Regions from separate parts of the Muntiacus reevesi genome. Here region 2 is linked to region 1. The links are chromatin contacts, called in public Hi-C maps. All regions are on one chromosome and are shown on one strand. Each heading gives the region's core, a stretch centred on a gene start, on an enhancer-like site or on the middle of the called end of the contact. The rest is flanking DNA. Distances are from core to core; before and after follow the strand shown.

Evidence for each region. Hi-C and Micro-C count contacts between places; a contact is called where the count stands out from the background.
Region 2: a contact with region 1 is called in a Hi-C map of muscle, with 4 times the contacts expected there. The contact joins the promoter of RNASEH2B here to the promoter of TRIM13 in region 1. A contact is called at or near these places in 2 of 3 Hi-C or Micro-C datasets (blood and muscle).

The regions. Positions count from the first base shown.
Region 1 is chr11:18,093,683-18,098,129 of mMunRee1.1, forward strand. TRIM13 (tripartite motif containing 13) reads left to right here and starts at 1,759. Exons shown (of 3, transcript XR_010658527.1): 1 at 1,759-1,895; 2 at 2,441-2,554. LOC136144367 (collagen alpha-2(I) chain-like) reads right to left here. Exons shown (of 8, transcript XM_065902189.1): 8 at 1,652-2,150. The coding sequence ends at 1,652.
Region 2 is chr11:18,951,108-18,955,676 of mMunRee1.1, forward strand. RNASEH2B (ribonuclease H2 subunit B) reads left to right here and starts at 2,657. Exons shown (of 11, transcript XM_065902156.1): 1 at 2,657-2,982. The coding sequence starts at 2,919.

The DNA of each region.
Region 1 (4,447 bases), core at 509-3,008:
CATCCGTTTCCTCATCTATAGGTTGCAGATCACAATAGCCATTCCAGTGTTCTTATGCAGACAAAATGCCATAAATATAGGGACTATTTTGAGAAATGGAGTATTTCCTGCCATATCAATAAACAAGGATGTCACAGTCATCAGTGATTCCAGCCATTCAGGGCAACCAGGAAGGAAAATAATACCTGCTGCAGGGCAGCCATTAGGCTGCAGCTGTTCCCTATGGTGAGCACTGAGAAAAAAACAGGATATGGCCCCAGATAGCTGAGACGCATATGAAAAGAATGATTTCAGTGAGCCCAGACGCTTGCATCTTCTGGTACATAGAAAACACTACATTCCTTGAGGTATATCTGGTTTTCTTTAATTCACAAAAATTCTTTTGATGTTCAGACTACCTGCCCTTTGTTGCACGCTTCTATATAACTTGACCTCCCTACCCATCCCCACCCCCAGCAGCTCTCTCAGGGTCACTTGAGATGCTGTCTCCCAGGCTTGAAGTCCTAAAAATTCCCACTGAATAAATCATATTTCTCAACTTTCAGATTGTGACTATATTTGACGGCAACATATTCTTCAAAGGCAAAATTGGGTTTAACAGAGATACACACAAAACTGGGTTTTATGGGACCCAAGCACGGTCAGGAACTGGATATCTTAGAAGGGAGTGGGAAGGAGCTTTTTACAGCGATTGTGCTAAGCATTATTAGTGACTGGACCCAAGTACCAATCCTTTTCCCCAGGAATTCTACTTCCAAAGCACAGACTTCCTCAAATGGGGGTGAACTCAACCCCAGGGCATATTCTGTGATTTTTGTCCTTGGTTCACATCCCTCAAGGCTGCAAGTTTGGGAGAAACCATTCTTTCACCTTTGTAATCTTGTAATTGCTCGTTTGTAAGTGCTTAACGCCTTTGCTATTAGAGAAGGTCCCTATATAGGGGGCTGGACGTCAGAATACTGAGTCAGGCTAGCGGCTAATTGTATTTAAGTTCTTTCTCTCCAAAGGAAAGGGCAGTGGTGTTTTTCCTAAAAAGAAACCTTGAATTGGGTCCCTCGTGTTCAACCTAAAGCCTGCAAAGAAATAGATGGTGAGGGCGGGGGCGGCAATAGTTAACTATTTTGACTGTGCTCTGGCTGGAGCCCTTGGCTACAGCCCTGGCGTTGGTCCCTGCGCCAAGTGCCCATCCCACGCACCCCGGGTTGTGGGGTGCAGGCGGACAGCCGTCTCCGTCTCCCCCAAGCCGCTGAGGCCGAGCTGCTGGTCGTGAGAGATGCAGATGAAGCGGTGTGAAGGGTTGGGCTTTTTTTTTTGTTCCTAAAAATGCAACGAACAAAAAAAAAAGTACAACAATCCAAACCCAACCATCTCGTTGTGCGCCGGCTTCCTTCCCAGGCGGCTCCACCGGGGACCACGCCGCCTCCCGTCGCCCGCGCTCTGCCCGGGCCCAGCCCGCGGACCCGCGCGATCCGCGTCCCCGGCCCGGCGCCCCGGGCACGGAGCCCCGCGGGCGCGCGCAGCCCTCACGAAGCGAGCGGAGCGCGCTGCCGGGAGCCCGCGCCGCCGGGAGCCCGCCCCTCGGCCCCGCGCGCCGCGCGCGGTGGCGGTTGCAGGCGGCGGTTGGAGATACCGGAAGGACTCCCGCCTCCCCTCACCCGCGGCCTCCCTCCCCCGGGGAAAGGCGAGCCCCGGGAGGCGGAACAAAGGCGCGGCTCGGCCGGGAAGGCGGGCCGAGGTGCCGGGGGAAGGAGGGCGTCGGGGCGGGGCCCGTCGGCGCCGCGAGTCCATTTTGCAGCCGTTCCCGCCTCGTAAACGCGCGGTACCCACGGCCGGAGGACTGGCCGCTGCGCGGCTCCCGGCGACTCCCCGCCACCGGCCCCGGAGGTCCGAGATAAGTACGCGCCGGCCGGCTTCTCCTGGGGAAGCGGGGTGGGGACTTGCCCTGGCTGGGCGGGCACCTGCGTGCGTGGGGGCTGGCGGAGAGCTCGGTCTGGCTCGGGTCCCCGCGGAGAGCAGCCGGGCCCGGGAAGCGGAGGTGGGGGGAACGGCGTGCGGGTGGGCGGCCGGGGGCCGGGCCAGCGCGGCAGGGCTCCAGGAAATCTGCTCCGCTACCCTGCTCTCCTGGCTTCATCGCCGCTCCTCGGGATCGCCTACAAAAGAAGAGGCGACCGTGAACCAGAGTCTGAGCGCGCGACCACCACCCTCTGGTACTGAACGTGGGGAGGTGCCTGGTGCCGGGGGAGGGCCCCCTCGCCGTGAAGCTCCTTAGCACAAAAGATCGCCAGGCTCTCCCAGGCTCCCGGCTTTTTCACCAGGTCCTTGCCGGCTGGCCTTCTTTGGGGGCGGGGGGAGATGATTGAAAAAAACGTTGAGGGTCAAGACTAAGGATCCTGTGCAGATAAATGTATAACACTCTTCTTTCTTTGTTCTTTATTTGCAGTAACCTCGTTTTGATTACCAGTCACGACCTGAAGAAAAAAGAAACCAAAACCTGATTGCTTTGCCTTGGGAAACAGTAACCCCGACCAGTACTCCTGGCTTGTAAGTGACAGAGGTAAACTACAATACTTTTCCCTACATTAAGCAAAAAAGCACCCAATTTCTTCAGGCCCAGAACCTTTCAAAATTGAACTCTGTCGAGTGTGTGTTCCCATCCTCATAAATGGTCTTTGTTCTTTTCATATTTTGTCAAAACCCAGAAAAATAGATTCAGTACTTAGACATTCTTTATATAACAGTTATTTGAAACATAATCCAAAGATTTGTATTGCAAAGGAAAAGAGGCTACAACAACTTTTGCTTTTAAATAGGGTTTGTCTTTTTTTTTTTTTTCAATTTCCTGTGTCACTGCTGCTTGGGTTTGTACAATAGGGCTTGAGTTTTCTGACCCTAGAGATCTGTATATAATAGGTATAATAGGTATTTTAAAAGCAGAATTTCTTTTATATAGCCAGTGCCTCTGGTAGAACTTGATGGAGTTGTTGATTAACTGCTTATACGTCTGTCTTGCACAGTAAGAAGATATATTTCTTCATACTCTCCTGTCTTTCCCTAAAAATACTGTTGTCTTTTTTTTTTTTTGCACCAGCTGACATACTAGGCCTCTCTGGCAAGTCTTTCTGTAACACCAGGTTATTTTTATTCTCTGCATGTATTGGTTACCTGGCCCTACTTCTGCCACAGCTGTTCAGCTATGCCCATCTCCACCAACCGTGCTTTGCACCTGCTATGCTATGTAACACTTACTTTGCCCTCCCTTGAAATGATAGTTCAACAGAGTCCAACTGTCTTAGGACTTCTCTTGGTTAACACACTCATGCTCTAACATAACACTGTAAATGTGTAGTTACAGTTCAGTTCAGTCGCTCAGTCGTATCCGACTCTGCGACCCCATGAACTGCAGCACACCAGGCCTTCCAGTCCATCAGCAACTTCTGGAGTCCACCCAAACCCATGTCCATCGAGTCGGTGATGCCATCCAACCATACCGTATCTATACACACACATGTTAATTAAATCACCTTACACTGATATAGGTCAATAGTTTACAAGGTTGTCACACATTACTTAATCTTTCCAAGAACATTATGAGGTGGGCATTGTAAAAATCTGATTCCATGAAGGGTAGAACTGGTGCTTGGAAAGCTAGGTAGTTAGATGCAGTTTCAGTGCTCTTTACCCTTCTTCACTGGAGAAGCTGTTACAACCTACTTTGTAAAAATGATAGCATTTTAGAAGGGGTTTAGAGAACTTATGATTAAATGTCTCCATTTAATGAGCGAGGATCCTGAATTCTTGACCCACTTTTCGGACAGTGCTGAGGTCCCATAACTGGGCGGCTCAGACCTTATGCCTTGCCTGCTGTGAACAGTGCAGGGTGGGGCTCAGTGTTTTCACTGGTAAAGTTAGGTGTTTAGCTAAATGACCTCTAAGGTGTTAAACCCAGTATTTGTTTTATTCTTATCCCATAACTTTTAGCACCATATACTATATATTGGTAATATGCAGACACATACTAATATTAACTGCCTTAAACTGTTTTATACTTTAAACTTAGGTAGGTATGGTAAAGTATGCTTTTTTCTTTTACTAAGTTCTATAAAAGTATGGTTCTGTTGTAAGGTCAGGAACTACTTGGAGAGGTGGAGCACCATCGTGTATCATTGGTCAGAGTTCAGAAAGTGGTATACTCTTTTCTAGAGGGAAAGTTGGTGGTCTTTTCAAGAGCCTTGAGAATGTTTCTACTCTTTTTTTTTTTTTTTTTTAATATTTATTTATTTGGCTGTACCAGGTCCTAGCTGCAGCATGCGGGATCTTTAGTGTGAAGTCTTAGTTGTGGCACATGGGATCTGGTTCCCTGAGCAGGGATCGAACCCAGAGCCCCTGCATCGGGAGCTCGGAGTCCCAGCCACTGGGCCACCAGGGAAGTCCCTGTTTCTACTCTTTG
Region 2 (4,569 bases), core at 1,407-3,906, 860 kb after region 1:
ACTCAGTTGTGTCCGACTCTTTGCGGCCCCATGGACTGTAGCCTGCTAGGCTCCCCTGTCCATGGGATTTTCCAGGCAAGAATATTGGAGTGGGTTGCCATGCCCTCCTCCAGGGGATCTTCCCAACCCAGGGATCGAACCTGGGTCTCTCGCATTGCAGACAGACTCTTTGCCATCTGAGCCATCAGGGAAGATTTAGTTCATAGATGAGAGCAGCGCAGTTCCAACATTAGGGACATAGTGTCAAGTGCTAACAGAGAGCAGTTTCTTAGGACCTGCCAGACTGTGGTCAAGGTGGGGAGGGAGGGAGGCAGTGGAAACTGACGGGAGGGGCACGTGAGGACCAGATCTCATGGGCCATGTGTTCCAAGCTTAGGACCTTAGACTTTACCCTGAGGACAGTAGGAATCTGGAGCCTGTCTGGAACATCAGCACTGGTCCCCCTTCCAAGGTTATTCACCCAGTTGTGTCAGACTCTTCAACACCCCATGGATTGCAGCACACCAGGCCTCCCTGGTGTCCCTCACCATCTCCCGAGTTGGCCCAAGTTCATGTCCTTTGCATGCAACCATCTCATCTTCTGACGCCCTCTTCTTCTCCTGCCCTCAGTCTTTCCCAGCATCAGGGTCTTCGCATCAGGTGGCCAAAGGAGTGGAGCTTCAGCTTCAGCATCAGTCCTTCCTTCAGGGTTTATTTCCTTTAGGATTGACTGGTTTGATCTCCTTGCTGTCCAAGACAGCAAGGGTTCCAAGAAAGTACTTAACTAATTTTTTAATGAATAAATGAAATTGCATAGAGATATTTGTTTCAGCACATTAAAAAAAGAAAGTTTTCATACTTGTACCTACAATGAATTATATTCTCATTCACAGGACATAGTGACAGTCATCCACGTGCCCCTCCAACCCCTCTTTTATTTGATATTTCTTGTCTTCTCATTCCTTATCCCATACTTTTCCTGTTTTAAGACACCCATTTCTTATGTGTTTGATATATAGCCTTAAATGTGCATGTATCCTTCTAAAAGATAGGTTGTTTTATGTATTTTTAATTTACCAGTTTTTTTTTCTGCTCTAAATCTTTTCCTCCTTCTTTTTTTCCCCTCTTGATATAAAGTATCCACGTTGCCATGTGTACATTAGTTCACTATGTATACCTCTAGTTCATTGCTTGGCTCAGTGGGTAAAGAATCCGCTTGCAGTGCAGGAGACTCAGGTTTGGTCCCTGGGTCAGGAAGATCTCCTGGAGGAGGGCATAGCAACCCACTCCAGTATTCTTGCCTGGAGAATCCCATGGATAGAGGAGCCTGGGGGACTATAGTCTAAGGGGTCGCACGACTGAAGTGACTGAGCACACACTCCCACTGCATAGTCCATATATAGTATACATTATAGCATTGTTTAGAATAACAGTTTGAAATAACCTAAATATTGCAGGTTAACGAATGGGTGAGTAACCATGGTACATTAGCAGTGTGAAATAGCCTGTCTCCAATGACGGTTCTGGATGCCATGGGAAAAGTGTTTATGGCAATGTTAAGGGAGAAGAGCAGACAAAATAGTCTTTGCACTGTGAAAACAACCACGTAAAAACACATATTCAAACAGTCAGTGGCTGGAAGGGATCAGAGAAAGATGAAAATAGCTCTAGAGCAATACCCACCCCTCTGCTGCCTGCCCCAGAGCTGGCCTCTGGGTGCCCCTCCTCTACCAGAAAGGCTTCCTCTCTGCCAGGTGTGTCCTGCAGTCACCTTCAGTTGCATTTGTCTGCCCTGGTGGGAAATAGGATTGAAACAGAGAATCTTTTCGGAAGGCGAGATGATCTAGTGCTGCAGCATTTAACTATCTTCAAGATTAAACAAGAAACGTTAAGTGCCTTAAGAGTTATGCATATTACTCTTTCATTTGTGCAAAATAAGAGTAAGACACAGGAACTTGTTTGTGAATGGGAAAATTCTGGAAGAACAGATACGAGACGGTTAACAGGGGAGGGGGATTAGGGATCTAGGGTAGCAGGGTGTCAAACTTAAAAGTATGAGGCACACACTTGGTACCTTTTCTAAAACCGTGTACGATTAAAATTTTGAGAAGTTTAAATACGTAAATATCATGACTCTGACTTTGTAAACATCGCTTTTTAAAAGTCTTGACTTTTAACTCGTTACAGATCAACGTCTTCCAAAACAACCAATGTACACTTGGGGCCTCAAACTGTGCCCCTCTTTGGAGTAATGAGGACTAAACCCAACTTGAGGTCTGCTTTGCATGCATTCTGTCATGAATCACTGAGCACACCAGATTCTGGCATTAATTCCAACGCAGAATGCAAGCGCTATCCAGAAACGTTGACGAGGAACAGCAGCGTGAGGATTCGGGTGTGACGGTTCTTGTCCTCAGGATGGATTTGCGCCAGGCTCTGCGTCCTGCCAGGTGTGCGCGCGTTCGCCAGCCTTCTGGGGCGGCGAGCGTCAAGCCTCCGGGCCCCCCACGGCCCAGGGACCCGGCCTCGCCGCGATCTCCCCGGCGCCGCGCCCCCGCCGCGCGCGCGGAAGGCCGCAGGGAACGCGGACCCGGAGCCCCGGGGCCCAGGCGACCCCGCCCCCGGGCCGCGTCACGGGGCGCCGCGGGTGAGCAGCTCCCATTGGCCGAGCCGCGGAGGGGGTAGAGGCCGCGACCCTTCCCCGCCGGCGGGCGACGAGCCAGGGGGCCGGCAGCCTGGGCCCGGCGCTCAATTTAAACTCTGAAATCCGGGCCGCTGGCGGACTCCGGAAACGAAACGACGCTCGCCCGGCCGGCCGCGCGCCCCGGGCCCCGCCGCATTCCCGGAATCGACGCCTTTCCCGCCATTTGCCACCCGCCTCTCGCCGAGCCCGCGCTCCGAGGGCTGAGGCCCGCGGCTGCCGGGAGCGGACGAGCGGCATGGCGCGCGGCGCGGACGGCGGGGACGGCGCTCGCGTCTGGCAGCACGTGTTCCTGCTCCCAGGTAACCACGCCGGCCCCGGGGCGGCGGCGCGCGCGCGCGGCCCGACCTCCTGCCCTGGGCGGCCCGGCCCGAGAGCGCGCTGGGCGGGTTCTCGGTGACGGGGCGCGCCCCCTCTGGCCCGCGGTCCCCCGCGCGCGCACCCTGACTGTTCCGAGTCAGCGCCGAGCCTAGGGGCCGCCGACCCCAGCCCTGCGCGCCCCGCGGCCGCGCGTGGGGGACCCGTGTGTGACCCGGAACACGTGGCTCCTCATCTTGGTCACAGTGCCCTCCGTTGCGCTTTTTGTTTTTTTTAAACCTGAGCCGGAAGCGCAGAAGCACACCGAGTGGATTTTCCCGGTTCGGGTTCTTTGTGGATCGGGTGGCCTGGAGGGGGCGGCGTGGTTTCAGGACCTGGGGGCCAGCGGCGAGGCCTGGGGGTGTCTGCTCTTGGGGTGTAATTTGGTATCTTCTAGTTGGCAGTTGGCTTAGCGTCTGAGCCCTACTGGATCGAAACCTAGAATCCGATAGGTCCGCATTGACCTGAAGGCTGTGCTTCCTTAACACTTTCCCTGCGCTGGCACAGGCCTTGATTTGTGAGGCTGCATGGTGGCGGGGGTTAGGACAAGGGTGATTCGGAGAGATTCAGGCAGGTAGCTAAGGGCTGGAGCCAGCCTTGTCAGCTTCCCCAGGATGGTGACCACATCCAGGCCTGCAGGGGCTAGGGATAATGGACATCAGTTGCCACCTATGATGTCATGAAGGGGCAGAATAAATGGAGTTTGGGACCAGGGAGTGCAAGCTAGAAAGTTTTGGCCTTTTAATAGAAGGATACATTGAATTGGTGGCATAATTGAATATAGGAAAACCTATTGTTCTCTGTATCTACTTTTGAGATGTAGCTCAGCAAATGCAGTATTTTTGCAGTAAATGATACTCTGATGTCAGATGTAGTTGCCCAGTAATTTAGATTTTTATGTGTGCTTAGTTACTCAGCGGTGTCTGACTCTCTGATCCCTTGGACTATAGCCTGCTAGGCTCCTCTGTCCATGGGGTTTTTCAGGCAAGAATACTAGAGTGGTAGTCATTTCCTTCTCCAGGGGATCTTCCTGACCCAGGGATGAAACCTAACTCTCTTATCTCTCCTACATTGGAGGCTGATTCTTTACCCTCTGAGCCATCAGGGAAGATTTTTATGATGGATATTGAAAATTATTACAGGATAATCTGTCAAGGATATTTTGTATGTGTTTAACTTTTCTTCTCTTTGTAAAGAATTATAATATACATATTGTTGTCCCTTTATAAAGAAATATAAATATTGTTGTTATTTAATCACTTAGTCATGGCCGGTCCGACTCTTTGTGACCCCATGAACTGTAGCCAGGCTCCTCTGTCCATGGGATTTCCCAGGCGAGAACACTGGAGTGGTTTGCCATTTCTTCCTCCAGGGGATCTTCCGGATCCAGACCCAGATCATACCTGCCTCTCCTGCACTGGCAGGCAGATTCTTTACTGCTGAGCCACCTGGGAAGCCCATATACGTGTAGTAAAGTGTAGAAGTTTTAAGTGTGCAAGTCAGTGAACTTTTCATATGTATACACCCCTGTC